2 separate regions of the Mus musculus genome follow, and region 1 is linked to region 2. Evidence: chromatin contacts called from public Hi-C data. All regions are on one chromosome and are shown on one strand. The core of a region is the stretch at or near the end of the contact, and the rest is flanking DNA. Distances in the headings are between cores, read along the strand shown. Region 1 has its middle 8.3 kb from the start of Gm32383. Region 2 overlaps Sema5a (sema domain, seven thrombospondin repeats (type 1 and type 1-like), transmembrane domain (TM) and short cytoplasmic domain, (semaphorin) 5A).

Region 1 (2,700 bases), core at 7-2,506, 810 kb after region 2:
TGAGGTGTTCCATACTGTATGGCTGAGAAGATGTCCCACGGCTTACATCAAAGGAGGCAGTAGAACACACTAGGACAGGTGGGGAGGGCTGAGGTGGGAGCACCCGCCACTCTCCCAAGCTGCTAGACACAATCTGCTGCTGCCTATAAAGCTGGCCTGTCCTGAGCAACCTTTCTCCCAGTCATTTTATTTGTAATCATCAAAAAAAGCAGAAGGAACGAAAAGAAAATGAGTCTCGTTCTACTGATGAACAACAGGTCAGCAAACTGGAGCAACATCCACACGGTGGACCCTACTCAGTGGCACGAAGGAATCTCAAATGCATGGGCCTCAGAAGGAGTCAGTTCAAAGAGCTCATCTCCGTGACGTCACTCAGGCATCATGGGCAAGGCAAAGCACAGGCACAGAAAATGGACCAGTGATTGCCAGGCAGGACCCGGGGACAGAAGCCATCTTCAAAAGGACACAAGGGGATCGTGTAAATAATGGGTTCGTTCTGTGTCTTAATTGTGGTGCTAATTGCATGACTCTGAACTGTCAAAACTCACAGTGCTGAGCTAAACGGTATGAATTTCTCCATGTCAATTATAACTGAAATGTTAAAAGTGTACGGCTTTTATAAATTACTAGAATTGCCTTCAAATGTGAGGTTGCATTTCTGTAGTGTTTGTATGTGTTGCCATTATCGGGCTATGCACAGAAGATGTTCCAATTTCTTAGGGCAGACTATTCATTTGACTGAAGACTGACAGAGAAACATCAAGCCTGCTGGGAAACCTCCTCCCACTGTGGGAAAAGAGTGCTCTGAAATTGCACATCCCCGTCCCTCCTCTCCCGTCACATACAAGCCCAGCATAAAACCTTCTTTCTTGTCTGTGTTCTGGCAATAGTTCATTTGCTTTATCATAATTCATCTGAATTGTTTCATGCTTGCTGGCAGTTTGTAGGATCTGGCCAGTAGTCATCTGGATGATCTGAAATCTCTGTTTATTGATATCAGTCTGGACATAATCTCCTATGTTTGATAGCAGAGTGAGGCTTTCTGCTTGAAGTGAGGAAAAAAAAAAAAAAAAAGCAGAACCATCTGTTTTCCCAGAAACGCTCTCTGCACAGGATCAAATTTCATGTCTTAAGTGGCACCAAATTTTTAAAAAGAAAAAAAAATACATGAAGAAGTAAAGAGCAAACAACCGAACATACAACATCCCCACACATAAGCTGGCTGACCAAGCCGAGGAGAGCATCAATCTACTGCACACTTATCTCATCCGGAGAAGTGCTGAGCGCCGAGCAGCTCCTCTTTGCTTCTAAGCACTAATGGGGGAAATGTTTTCCTCTCATTTACTGAAAATAACAGAAATGCTGTATCAGCAGATGGGCCACGACACAAGACACACACCGGAAACAAGACGCTGCCTGGCACATTGTGAGCAAGACAAAGAGGTTTCCTTAGGGCCTCATTTTTGCAATCTGAAGTTGAATTTTGAAAAAGTAAACTGTGGAAGGAAAGGGCCTCCTCCCCCGGGAAAGAAAGAGTGTGCATACAGACAGAATCCAGAGGTCTAAGACACACACACACTGAAGCCACACCAGACTGGATGTCAGACAGAGGACCAGAGGTCTAAGACACACACACACACACACACACACACACACACACACACAAACACACACACACACACTGAAGCCACACCAGACTGGATGTCAGACAGAGGACCAGAGGTCTAAGACACACACACACACACACACACACACAAACACACACACACACACTGAAGCCACACCAGGCTGAATGTCAGGGAGAGGAAGGTAAGAGCAGCCTCGCTCTCCATCAGATGGAAAACTGTTAAATAGAAGAGAATTAGTTACACGCAAATAAAAGCAGGACTACAGCAAATATGAAATTCATACCTCTCTTGGAATATACTACCCCAGAGTACATATTTTAATTAACATAACAAAGAAAAATGGTTAGTAGTAAAAAAAATTTCTCATAGTTAATCATTTGATAAAAGGAAATTTTTATATAAAAATTCTAAATTTCAGGCCAGTTTGCTGCCAAAGCTGCCAGCCTGAGCTTGACCCCGGGATGTATACAATGAAAGGTCCCAGATCCCACAAGTTGCCCTCTGACCTCCACGTGCTGTACACTACACATAATGAACAAATTAACAGAATTTAACAATTATACATTCCTGGGACTGGAGAGGTGGTTAAGAGCACTGACTGCTCTTCCAGAGGTCCTGAGTTCAATTCCCAGCAACCACATAGTGACTATAGCCATATGTACTGGGATCTGATGCCCTCTTCAGGTGTATCTGGAGACAGTGACAGTGTACTCATGTATGTTAAATAAATAAATATAAATATAAATACATTATAAATTCCTAATTTGAGTCCATTATCTCAGGAAGAAGCTAATGCTGCTAGAACGCTGTCTTAGGGTTTTATTGCTGTGAACAGACATCATGACCAAAGCAACTCCTACAATACAGACAACATTTAATTGGGGCTGGCTTACAGGTTCAGAGGTTCAGTCCATTATCATCAAGGCAAGCGCACAACAGTATCCAGGCAGGCATGGTGCAGGAGGAGCTGAGAGTTCTACATCTTCATCTAAAGGCTGCTAGAAGACTGACTTCTGGGCAGCTAAAACGAAGGTTTTAAAGCCCACACCCACAATAAGACAACTACTCCAAC
Region 2 (2,700 bases), core at 134-2,633:
CAGAGGTCTGCCTGGTCTGGCCTCAGTGGGAGATGTGCCTAATCCTCAAGAGACTTGAGACTCCAGGGAACAGAGATGCCTAGTGGTGGGGAGCACCCTCTCAGAGGCAAGGGGTGGAAAACTGGAATAAAGAACTGTGGGAGGAGGGACCAGAGGGGAGGCAATGGCTGGAATGTAAATAAATAAAATAATTTAAAAAAAAAAAGAAAAAAGAAAAAAAAATCCAGTCTAGTATTTTTAATTAATTTAATTTATGTAGGTAGAAATTTTGGCAGCATATTTATCTGTACACCATATCCCTGTGTATCTTCCATCCCTGTGGAGTCAGGAAGACAGTTACAAGATAACATGTGGGTGCTGGAAATAAAATCTAGGTCCTCTGAAAGAGCAGCCAGTGCTCTTAACTGCTGAGCCATCTCTCCATCCCAGAGTCTCTATACATACACTGTTAGAAATCTCACCACCAAGACTGTAGTACTCCAAAGCTCATTACACATTCATGAGATTCCCTTGTCATATGCTCTGCACAGACAACCTGATGAGGCCATGTGGTCAGAGAAGCTTGGTCTCTGGCTATAAGGGGAGTAAACCTTTTAGTGTGTGAATGAAAACACACAGGACAAAGCCAACTCTCATGGCTTGCAGAGAGATGACTTGTGTTTTGCTTTATCTGATCAAAGCCCCCACCCTATTCACACACACCCAACGGTTAACGCACAGACTATGAAAAACAAACAGAGCAAGAAGCAGCTGCAGTTGTGAACTGATTTGCACATTACACAGTTAGGGACTGTTCCCCCAATTCCAGCAGCGGGAAGGCAGGGGTCATGATTCTCAGGCAGGGTAAGAATAAGTCTGAACCATATTACTTGGATGTGGACAGTTCTGGAAAGTCAGAGAGTAGGGTTATTTGAAAAAATAAAATATCTCCAGAACACGGAAATATTTTTAACTTTGCTCAAAGTCGAGTTGTGGCTGCACAACAGAATTACACATCCTTAGGGAGATATCTTCCCTTCACTTGGAGTGTGAAATGCTTGGCGATATCAACCAAAGCTTCACAAATGTATGAAGGCAGAGAAAACTGGAGACTCTGAGAATTACAAAGCAAACCACGGAATACCATCCAACCATATCGCTCCCACCCATGCCCCTCAAGCAACAGCTACATGGCCCTTGCCAAGAGCCACAGTGCTGCGAAGGGTCAGCGACTCTGTTGCAGCCAAAACTATTTTTAATTTGTGCACTGGGTGGCTGAATCAAAGAAAAACAAAAAAAGGCATCTCGGGAGGCTAGGAAAAAAGGGGCATATGGAAGTAGGCAGGATGTAGCAAGATAGAGCTAGAGAAAACACAGTATTTCATTGGCTGCCTTAAAATTGGTTGCTAAAAAAATCCCTAGGATGTCCATGTTTGGCTTTGGAGGAAGGGAAGTCTTAAATAAGGATGGTAATGACAAACACGTGCGACATTCACTACAGAGTTTCCACCCCAGTTCTCACTGCTGTGTAAGTTAAATTTTTTTCATAGCAGGCATCTTTAATAACCAACCGTATAAATTTATTATTTCCATATGTTCTCCTTTTTTCTTTTTGCTCTAAATTCCAAACATTGACTTCAAGAGCTTTCAAAAGCTGAATTAAATCAGAAGAGACAGTGAGCAATTTTGCACAAATACCTTGAGAATAAGAAACTTGCATCATATAAAAAACGGTGTGAATAACGCATCTGGCCTCTAATACAAACTTATTTTGTACCATTCAGTTCACCAATCAGGCTTCAAAATGTAGGTGAGTTTTTTTTTTTTTTCTTTACATAGATCTTTCTTGAGAGAGCATCACATACTCACAAGGATTATCCCAATTGCATTTTAAAGCTTTTCCACTGAGAAATATCTTGCTTTTAACATGTCCCTTGAGGGAAAACCAGCTTAAGAGGTTTCAAATAAATAGCTTATCAACATCAAACACTATTTAATCAGATCAAAGATGTAGTGTGATTTAAGCTGTAGAAAGGGTAAATTACTTTGTATTGGGTTTAACATTGTTTAATTATACTGTACACAGTTTTGTGCCTTGGGTTCTTTAAGAATATGCTTAGCTATTTTCCCATTATCCCTTCCATAAGGCACTGACAATTACCCACGGATCACTCTTTTCTCCCTAGTTGTTCATGTATAACCATTGGCACTTCCAGCCACTCTGGATTCATTTTAATATATAAAACACAAGAATGGGGAATTACCACTGTCCCTGTTGACATCTCACATTTAGTTGAGAATCATCTGCTTGGGCTACTCTCTGGGTCTGTTTAATAGAGTGTCTTCCCAGCCATTTAGCAAAAAGTGTACTAAGGAGTCTTCTCAGAAAATACCCTGTGTGAAATGTAAGGTACAGTGTCCTTTAGAGACTCACCAGGGTTCAGATACAAAAGCAAAGATGGCTGTGTTCCATGAGGACAAAAGACACTCTATGGATATTCAACAAGCAGGAACACCAGAAAATACACAGACCACTACAAGCTGGGGGGTCCTAGGAAGTTTCTTCTCTGATAAGAGAAATCAATTTGTTAAACAGGGCTGGTATAAGAGCAATGCTGAAGGCTTCACCCTGACAAGAATACATAAAGGGTACTCCCAAACGTAACGACCGAGACAAACAATGTTGCTACAATATTATAAAGATGAACATTGTGCAATGAT

Evidence for each region. Hi-C and Micro-C count contacts between places; a contact is called where the count stands out from the background.
Region 1: a contact with region 2 is called in a Hi-C map of cranial neural crest, with 2.1 times the contacts expected there. The contact joins two enhancer-like sites. A contact is called at or near these places in 15 of 484 Hi-C or Micro-C datasets (DN3 thymocytes, the HL-1 cell line, Sertoli cells and 10 more) and 1 of 115 datasets of contacts at active chromatin or transcription factors (embryonic basal ganglia).

Annotation. Positions count from the first base shown.
Region 1 is chr15:31,626,072-31,628,771 of GRCm38.p6, reverse strand. No RefSeq gene overlaps it. Among named protein-coding and RNA genes, the nearest start is that of Gm32383, 8.3 kb to the left of the region's middle. Within about 2 kb of position 1,256, at least 38 of the 459 cell types and tissues checked have an H3K27ac peak or open chromatin away from gene starts, as enhancers often do.
Region 2 is chr15:32,431,749-32,434,448 of GRCm38.p6, reverse strand. The region is part of intron 3 of Sema5a (sema domain, seven thrombospondin repeats (type 1 and type 1-like), transmembrane domain (TM) and short cytoplasmic domain, (semaphorin) 5A); the gene reads right to left. Among named protein-coding and RNA genes, the nearest start is that of Sema5a, 190 kb to the right of the region's middle. Within about 2 kb of position 1,383, at least 26 of the 459 cell types and tissues checked have an H3K27ac peak or open chromatin away from gene starts, as enhancers often do.